Regions from separate parts of the Mus musculus genome. Here region 1 is linked to region 2. The links are chromatin contacts, called in public promoter capture Hi-C maps. All regions are on one chromosome and are shown on one strand. The core of a region is the stretch at or near the end of the contact, and the rest is flanking DNA. Distances in the headings are between cores, read along the strand shown. Region 1 holds the start of Laptm5 (lysosomal-associated protein transmembrane 5). Region 2 holds the start of Zscan20 (zinc finger and SCAN domains 20).

Region 1 (4,406 bases), core at 738-3,237, 2.3 Mb before region 2:
CAGGAAGCCTTCCCTGATCGCTTGACCCACAGTGTCCTGATCTTTATGGAAACGGGACATCACTCATGCACCCACAGCTGAGGTGCTTAGACCGCATGAATAAAAAGAAAACCCAATGGTTGCACGATGCAGCCTGCCAGGTTTATTTACTTTTTAATATGTTTATGCTCTTCTGAGATGCCAGCCAATCAGACAGGAAACATTTCTCTGCAAGACAGGAGCAGAGCCACCAGAGCAGATGGAGCAAGGGTTCCAGCGACCGCAAGCCCCTCCACCCCACTGAAGCCACTTAGTGACCCACCCCCACCTCCAGCATACTGCAAACGTCTAAGTTCAAAGATCCCATCCACAGCCCCTGGTCTCCACTTTAGATAGGGAAGCAAGCCCCAAGCCGGGTTTTCCCAGGAGCTCAAACAGCTGGCTCTGGCAGAGCTGGCATAAGGACCCTTGTCACGTCCTTCCCAGAATGGTGTGCTATCTCAGCAATGACAATCTGAAAGAATTGATGCCGAGACAGAGTGCCACCGCCCCTCTCAGCTCCTGTGCTGGCTGAGGCTGTACAGGACAGACTCTGAGTCTCCCCATCCCCCATGCCAGGCCCTAGAACAGTGGTTCTCAACCTATGGGTTGAGACCTTTTTGACAACTCTTTATCTAAAAATATATTTACATTATGATTCATAACAGTAGTAAAATTATGGTTATGAAGTAGCAATGAAAATAATGTTACGGTTGGGGAGGGTGGGGTCACCACAACGTGAGGGACCGTATTTAAGAGTCGCAACATTAGGAAGGTTGAGAACCCCTGCTTTCGGTGGACAGGTGGGTCAAGACACACTCATGGAAAGGCAGGGGACCATGTTGCACATGTCCCTCATGCTTTATAGATATCAACTTCACCCACACAGCCACCCAACACACAGCTCTTATCATCCTCATCTTCTGTTTTGATCTAAAGAAACAGGCTCAGAGAGGTTCAACAAGTCATGTGAGACTGCACAGCAAAGGCTGGGAATGGGGGAGGGGGGCAGGGAGGTGCACACAAGAGCTTCAGGACAGAACTGGTTTGTACCACTGCCTGGTGCCACACGGCCTGTGGCCGGAAGCAGATGTCACCAGGCTCTGCGCAGCAGCCTACGGATTTAGGTTGATTTTGAGGAAGCTCTTCCAGGCCCAGGAGAGCTGTTAGCCACAGGTTCTGTCTGAGTCACTGAAGCCAAGAAATGTTTGGGCCTCAGAGAGCTAAGTGTGGCCAGGGGCAGGGGGTGAGGGGTAAATCCCAGCAGAAGAGAACAGAGACTCCAACTTTAGGCCACTCCAAAGGGAGAGCCTTATCCCTGGTCACTAAGACTGGACCTGGGGTCACACTGTGACAATGACAGCCACTGTGACATGCTGGCTGCCCCCCACCACCCCCAAGCAGTTCCCCAGCCACAAAGCTTAAGCCATCCTTGAAGGGAGAAGGTGGCAGCTTGACTGAGCTGTGAGCTGAGAGGAAGCAGTCGCTGGTTCCCAGTAGAAGTCCAAAGGTAAACCCAGACCCCAGACTAGGAAAGGGCCCAGAAAGCCCTACACCCGGGCCTGTGTGGAGCTTGGCATCCTGGAACAATCCCAACCTGCACTCCTCCCCGTTGCCAGCCTGCCTTTCTCTTTGCACAGCCACAACCAAAAGGGCACTATTCTGTTCAACTCCACAGGGAACTACTAAGGCCCAGAGTAGCACAGGGCTTGTCCAGGGTCCCACAGACAAGTAATAGGTAGCAATCCCCCAGTTGGAAGGTCTCAGTGTGTCCTCACGCACACACACACACACACACACACACACACACACACACACACACCAAACACCCCAGACTCCCCAATACTCACTATGTGGTAAATGGCCAGGGCTATGGTGGCGACTCGGATGTTGAAACAACAGCATGTCTGTCTGACCGGCGCTGCACGGGAGGCCATGGTGCGCAGTCCCCTCTTCGGAGGCTCTGAGTAAGGAGTCTTGGGCCCACAGCAGAACAAAAAAGAGGAAGCCACAGGCTGCCTGCCTCACTTCCGCCTTGCCCTCAGACGGTAGGGGCCAGGTCTGTAAGTCTGGGTTGTAGCAGCTGCAGGGGAGGGAAGGGGGGGGGGGGTCACAGGGAGCCCGACTGAGGCATCTACCACTCCCAGGGGCTCCAATGCTTCACCAGGGCTGGGCTCCGCATTTATATGCACTCTGCTTCCTGGATGCTGAACACCGCCCTAGAAGCCCTTTTCTAGAAAAAGAATCCGATATGGAAATCTGTCCCTAATCAAACAGTAGTTCTAATGGAAGGATTCAAACTCAAATGTGTCTGGTTGTAAAAACAGTAGCTGTCAGTAAACTGCTCCTTCGAGATCCTGTGAAGCTTAGCTCCTTACCTGGGCTGTTCCAGGGAGGGACTGTTGGTTTGGTTTGGTTTGGTTTGGTTTGGTTTGGTCTGGTCTGATTTGGTTTGGTTTGCGGGGGGAGGGGGGGGGCAGGGTTTCTTTGTAGAGCCCTGGCTGTCCTGGAACTCACTCTGTAGAGCAGGCTGGCCTCAAACTTATAGAGATCTGCCTGCTTCTCCCTACCAAGTGTTGGGATTAAAGGCGAATACTGTCACTTCCCAGGAGGAGGTGCTATTCTTATCCCCATTGCACAGATGAAAAAACTGAGGCACAGGATGAAGCCATTTCTCCCTTGCAGTCACCAAGATAGTCTAAAAAGGAGTGGGAACTGGAACGGAGGCCAACTGCCTCTAGAGTAGTAATTCTCAACCTGTGGATCATAACCTGTCCAGGGGTCGGCCGACCCTTTCATGGGAGTCACATATCAGATATTCTGGATATCAGATATTTACATTACAACTCATAGCAGAAGTAAAATTACAGTTATGAGGTAGCAACAAAACATAATTTTATGGGTGGGGATCACCACAGCATGAGGAACTAACTGTGTTAAAGGACCACAGCACCAGGAAGGTTGAGAACCGCTGCCCTAGAGGCCCTCCCTGAAGCTGGGCTTCTCACACATCTCCATCTCCTCCTCACTCTGGGCTCTGAAGAATTGTCACATGGGAAGCCATAGGCATGAGTGTGTACCAGGCCCCTGTAATAGGCTCTTTCTCTTGTGGTCTGTAACCCCTGGAGGAGATCTGGGAGACCCCTGGCCGAACCCGCTTTGCAGGGTCCCTCGAGACAGAAACCTGGGATTGTGCGTTCTTCCCCACTCTCTAAGAAACGTTGGAATTAGTAAGTTTGAGACTCTTCCCTGACTTAAGACTCTTCCCTGATGTCTCAGGGGATAAATGACCCACGCTGCAATAAAGGAAGGGACAAGAAGCCCTTGCTCAGACCTGTGGGAAGCCCCAAGCAGGTGTCCTGTGACACTGTGGAGTTTGGATTGGACACCACAGCATTTTTTGCCCCAGGAGAGATTAGAAACGGCCCCCAGCATACTCATCTTGAAAAGAGTTGTCCTGTCAGGGCAACAAAATCAGGCAGGTTGAGCACTGGGGGGATAGCTTAATCGATAGAGTATTTGCCAAGCAAGCTTGAGGACCTGAGGTCCTGAGTTCAGGTTCCCAGCACACGTGTGCTGGCTTGGTAAGGTGGCCCATCTGCAATCCGGTAGGTGAACTCCGGGTTGAGTGAGAGAACCTGTCTCCAAAACTAATATGGAGAGCCATTGAGAAAGACACTCAGAGTCAACACCTGGCTTACACACACACACACACACACACACACACACACACACACACACAAGCTCCTGGCAGACCTGGTCATCCCTTCAATACTTCATTTGAAAGTCACTTTCTTCTTCAAAAGTCTTGCTGAGCCCTGACATAAAAGGACTCGTAGCCTGGGTTCGAATCCTGACAACTTCCAGCTGGGTAAGGAGAGCAGCAGAGGGACCAGGGTGGATGCCCTGGAGTAGAACTGAGCACTTCTGGGAAACCCCAAGGCCCCTGGGATCTGATGGCTGGAAAGGTGATGGACAGACACAAATCATGACAGACAGCCTGCGGTAATACTACCGTGGTCTGGAGAGCCAGGTGCAGAGCCGGTTCCGAGGAGAGGGATAAGGCATACCTACCCTGTGTGACATCAGTTTAAACAATCTGCAGACAGACAATTTTGCTTTTATAGTGATAAATTTATTTTAATGTGCCTTATAAAAATACATGATAGCCAGCCCATGAATTCTATGACTCCTCCTTGACAAGACCTTATAAAGCTCCAGTTTAAAACAGACACATTAAATTAAAAGGCAGTTGGTGGATTTAAAGGAAATAGTAAGGAGGTCTTGCCTGCATGTAGACATGGCGGCTACAACCCAGCTTGAAATCTCGGGCCCCTGGGAAAGCCCAGCCCCTCCCAGTTGCTGCATTATCTCAAGAACAGAGCTTG
Region 2 (4,238 bases), core at 1,105-3,604:
GCTCTTCACAAACTTTGCATATTTTTTTCCCAACAACACTCAAAGGAAGATTTCAGTATTATTACACCCATTCTCCAGACGAGGAAACTGAAGCCTTAGCAGTTTAGGGGAGTATCTTAGTTTGGGATTTCCATTGCTATAAAGAGACACCATACACCAAGGCAACTTTTATAAAGGACAACCTTTAATTGGGGCTGGCTTACAGGTTCAGAGGTTCAGTCCATTATCATCATGTCTGGAAGCATGGCAGCATCCAGGCAGGCATGGCGCTGGAGGAGCTGAGAATTCTTTTTTTTTTAAAAGATTTATTTTATTAATATATGTAAGTACACTGTAGCTGTCTTCAGACACTCCAGGAGAGGGCGTCAGATCTTGTTGTGGATGGTTGTGAGCCACCATGTGGTTGCTGGGATTTGAACTCTGGACCTTTGGAGGAGCAGTCAGGTGCTCTTACCCACTGAGCCATCTCACCAGCCCGGAGCTGAGAATTCTACACCTTGTTCTGAAGGCAAACAGAAGACTCTTTCCAGGCAGCTAGGAAGAGCGTCTTAAAGCCCACCCCCACAGTGACACACTTCCTCCAACAAGGCCACACCTCCTCATAGTGCCACTCCCTGGGCCAAGGATATTCAAGTCACCACAGGGAGGTAGCACAATTGATAAGGTACCTGCCACATGTTCAATAAGGGTCTCAGTTCAGGTCCTCAGCATTCATATAAAAGCCAGGAGTGTCAGTGCCATAGGTAACGCCTGTACTGGCAAGTGGGATGGGGAGGCAGAGACAGGCAGATTCCCAGAGCTCATGGGTTAGCTAACCTAGCTGGATCCTTCAGTTCAGTAAGAGACCCTCACTCTAGTAATCAGGGTGGAGAATGCTCCAAAAAGGGCATTCATTTTGACCTCAGGCCTCCACAGGCACATGCACCTGCATGCACAGTGCATCTATCCACACAAACATGTTTACAAAAGAGGCGTTTGGAGTTTGCTGGAGGCTTTGCAGCTAGGGAGTATCAAGGCATAGATCCCACATTGAAAGCAAGTGGCTGGACTCCATGTTTTACCTACATATTATCTTTAATCTCCCAGGAACCTACCCTGAGATGGAGGTTTTGTTCTGTCACCTAAATTTTACAGCTGAAAAAAAAAAAAGACAATCGTGATGGAGTTGTTTGTTTGTTCAAGGACATACAGATGGGATGTATGAATTGGGGTTTGAATCTATGGCTGACTGACTACAAGACCCACATTTCCAGCTTCCTATTAGATGGCTCATACCTCAAGAGTATTTACAGTGTTTATCATAGGGTTTCTATTGCTATGACAAAACGCAGTGACCAAAGCAACTTGGGGAAGAAAGGGTTTATTCGGCTTACACTTCCACGTTGTAATCTGTCACTGGAGGGAGCCAGGATAGGAACTCCCACAAAGCAGGAACCTGGAGGCAGGAGCTGATGCAGGGGCCATGGAGGAAACGCTGCTTACTGGCTTGCTCAGTCTGCTTTCTTACAGAACCCTAGACCACCGGCCCAGGGGTAGCCCCACCCACAATTGCCTGAGCCCTCCACTATCAATCATTACGAGAAAGTCCCGCAAGTTCTCCCATAGTCCCTCTTATGAAGGCATCTTCTTCACGGAATCTCTCTTTTCTCTGATGACTCAAGCTCGTGTCAAGTTCGCATGAAACTAGCCAGGACCGTGGAACAAAGCAACTAAGTATTACACTAAGATTATTCAGCTACAGGGATTAACGTGTTTCTGACACCCAGGGATTCAAACTCCGTAAGACTAATTTACATAAAAATGGCTAGTATCTGCTATCTATAGTTGGATCCTGGATCCGAATTAACAGTTCTAGGTTTATTGCCTCACTGATGCCTCACATAAACCTGTCACATGAATGCTATTATTCTTACTTCACAAGTGAAGAGGTGAGATATAGAACTCTGCCAAACCACTCAACTAAGTTGTGAATTTGTGAATTTGAAATTGTAGTTACAACAGACAAACTCTCTCTTGCCCAATAGATGGTCACTGTATTCACCCTCTTTCCTTTTTTTATTATTTTTCCCTACTCTCTCCAGCTCAACCCAGGGGGCCCCACGCTTCTTCAGTAGACCCCGACCCCACGCCCTTCTAATCTAGACTCCACCCAGTAGGCGGCACCGTCACCGCAGAACCAATGGAAGAGAATAGTATCGAGCTACACCCCCCCAGGCATTGGCCCTGCAAGATTTGTTCCGGTACCAGAGCGCCTGAGAAGATGAGGCACTCATTGGCTGACGTCATCTGAGAGGCGGCCGATAGAGGAGTGGCCACCGGTGCTCGCGCGTTGCCTTTTGGGAGTTGTGGTCTCAGAGATCGGGTTCCAGGGCTGGCGGCGCTGGGACTATGCGTCCCAGCATCCCCTGCAAGAGCCCGGGAGCACTTCCGGCCTGTTGAGAAGTGGGTGTCTCTGTGGGTGAGTCTGGGTGGCGGATGGGGTGCAGTTGAGAATCAGGCGCTGGGCTGGAGGCTTTGGAGGTGGTGGTACCCGCGGGGGAGGGGAGCTGGGAAGGTGAGAGGGGAAAGCAAGCATCGTGGCGTGTGTGTGTGTGTGTGTGTGTGTGTGTGTGTGTGTGTGTGTGTCGGGGCGGGAGTGCGGGCGGGCAGAGGCTGCAGCGTGTGGAGATGGGCAGGGTCACCGAGGGGTCGGGATGAAGAGTGAGTTGGAGAGGCGGGCAGTGAGACGGGTCTTACCGAGGTCTGTGGGTAAGGTGGTAGAGATGCGTTTTGGCTGTGAGGGGAAGTTACCTTAGGGTCTAGAAAAGCACAATCAAGGGAAGAGAGAACTCAAGGGCCCTGGCAAAGAAGTGAAGAGGCCCTGAGCGGAAAGTCTGACCTTAAAATAGTGCTTCATTCTCGACACCTGCGTTCATGTCATCTGTGACGGGACTGGCTATTGTGTTCAATCCCAAACCTGTACTTCTTTCCTCATAACTGATAGAAGTGAAAGGCATCTTTATCTACTGACCCGCCCACCCTCGACTGACCCGCCCACCCCTGCTGACCCGCCCACTGACCTACTTGTTTTACCAGCTGATTCCACCTGCGCCTGCATTCTTCTTCATCCACGCCGTTTGCTGTACACTGTTCGAGGCTTGCCATTTCTTTAGTATCTCTTAAAATGACCTCTGTCTTCCGGGAGCCTCTGCAGAAGTGTCCACATTTTCATTTCTCCAACTCGGAGAAACATTGCAGCTAGTGTGATCTGTTGAAACCCTCAACTGTATACCTTCCGTTTGTTCTCCAGCTTGGAATCCATCCCTGGCATGCAACACGTGTTGAATGGAATCTGATCTAGTAGATTCTTCATAATGCTCTTTGCAGCCCACTTTTCCCATACTGCACGCTCCGGGGCTGCCAAGGTGTTTCCCATTCTCCAGGTGGGCCATTTTGCTTCTCTACTATTTCATAGCCTGCCTCTCTGCTGTAACCTCCCTCCCCCATTCTCTCTGCGTTGTACTCAAGAACCAAATCAACAGTTCCTTAAGCAAATTGCCACCTCCAACTTCCCAGCTCCCAAATCACACTTTCTTTATGACATTGGATTAATATAATTATCTGTGACTTTTAAATTTATTAATTATCATTATTATTATTTGTCTCTTCCACTAGATAGCTTCATCAGGGCAGGCAGTGTCTGGATCATCTCCATTTTCTTTGGTCCAGCCCAGAACAGCAGACATCTAATGTAGATCCAGCAAATGAGTAAAGACTTGGTGAATGTGGGCTAAAGACTCTCAGGGGGAGCTTTGTTAGACCACGTTTGAAAATGGCTACGGACTTCCAGGGCTGTGAGCTTCAATCTTCTTCCTGACATCGATATCTGCTGGGAGCTGAGGTTGTTGGGGGCTTAAGGACAGTGTTGGCCAACACATAGGGATGCATACAGCGGCTTCCTTTACCTGAGGCCCGGCAGCCATTGCTAATTGATCACAACATATATCCATATGGAGCTCATTTCTCAGCAGACTCCTCTAGGTAGCTTCCCCCATGATGGAGGATGGTCGGCTAAGTGAGGCCTATCTGCCACCCCCAGTTCCAGTCCTTAGATGCGAGTCTCCCCTCTTACAGCCATAGATTGCATAGTTAGCCCAGTAGGACTGACAACCATTGGGAGCTCCCAGCTGCTTAGAGGATCCCAACCAATCTGGTCCTCTCTCTGGACCGAGGGAGCATCTTCTCTCCTCCTCTGTTGT

The links. Capture Hi-C pulls out chosen DNA fragments and counts their contacts.
Region 1: a promoter capture Hi-C map of liver shows a contact between it and region 2, with 2.6 times the contacts expected there. The contact joins the promoter of Laptm5 here to the promoter of Zscan20 in region 2. A contact is called at or near these places in 1 of 39 promoter capture datasets (pre-B cells) and 1 of 9 other capture datasets (liver).

The regions. Positions count from the first base shown.
Region 1 is chr4:130,910,897-130,915,302 of GRCm38.p6, reverse strand. Laptm5 (lysosomal-associated protein transmembrane 5) reads right to left here and starts at 1,987. Exons shown (of 8, transcript NM_010686.4): 1 at 1,869-1,987. The coding sequence starts at 1,955. It overlaps Gm38599 (a long non-coding RNA gene), which reads left to right and starts at 1,411. Exons shown (of 5, transcript XR_001784452.2): 1 at 1,411-1,528.
Region 2 is chr4:128,608,214-128,612,451 of GRCm38.p6, reverse strand. It overlaps Zscan20 (zinc finger and SCAN domains 20), which reads left to right and starts at 2,354. Exons shown (of 8, transcript NM_177758.4): 1 at 2,354-2,458.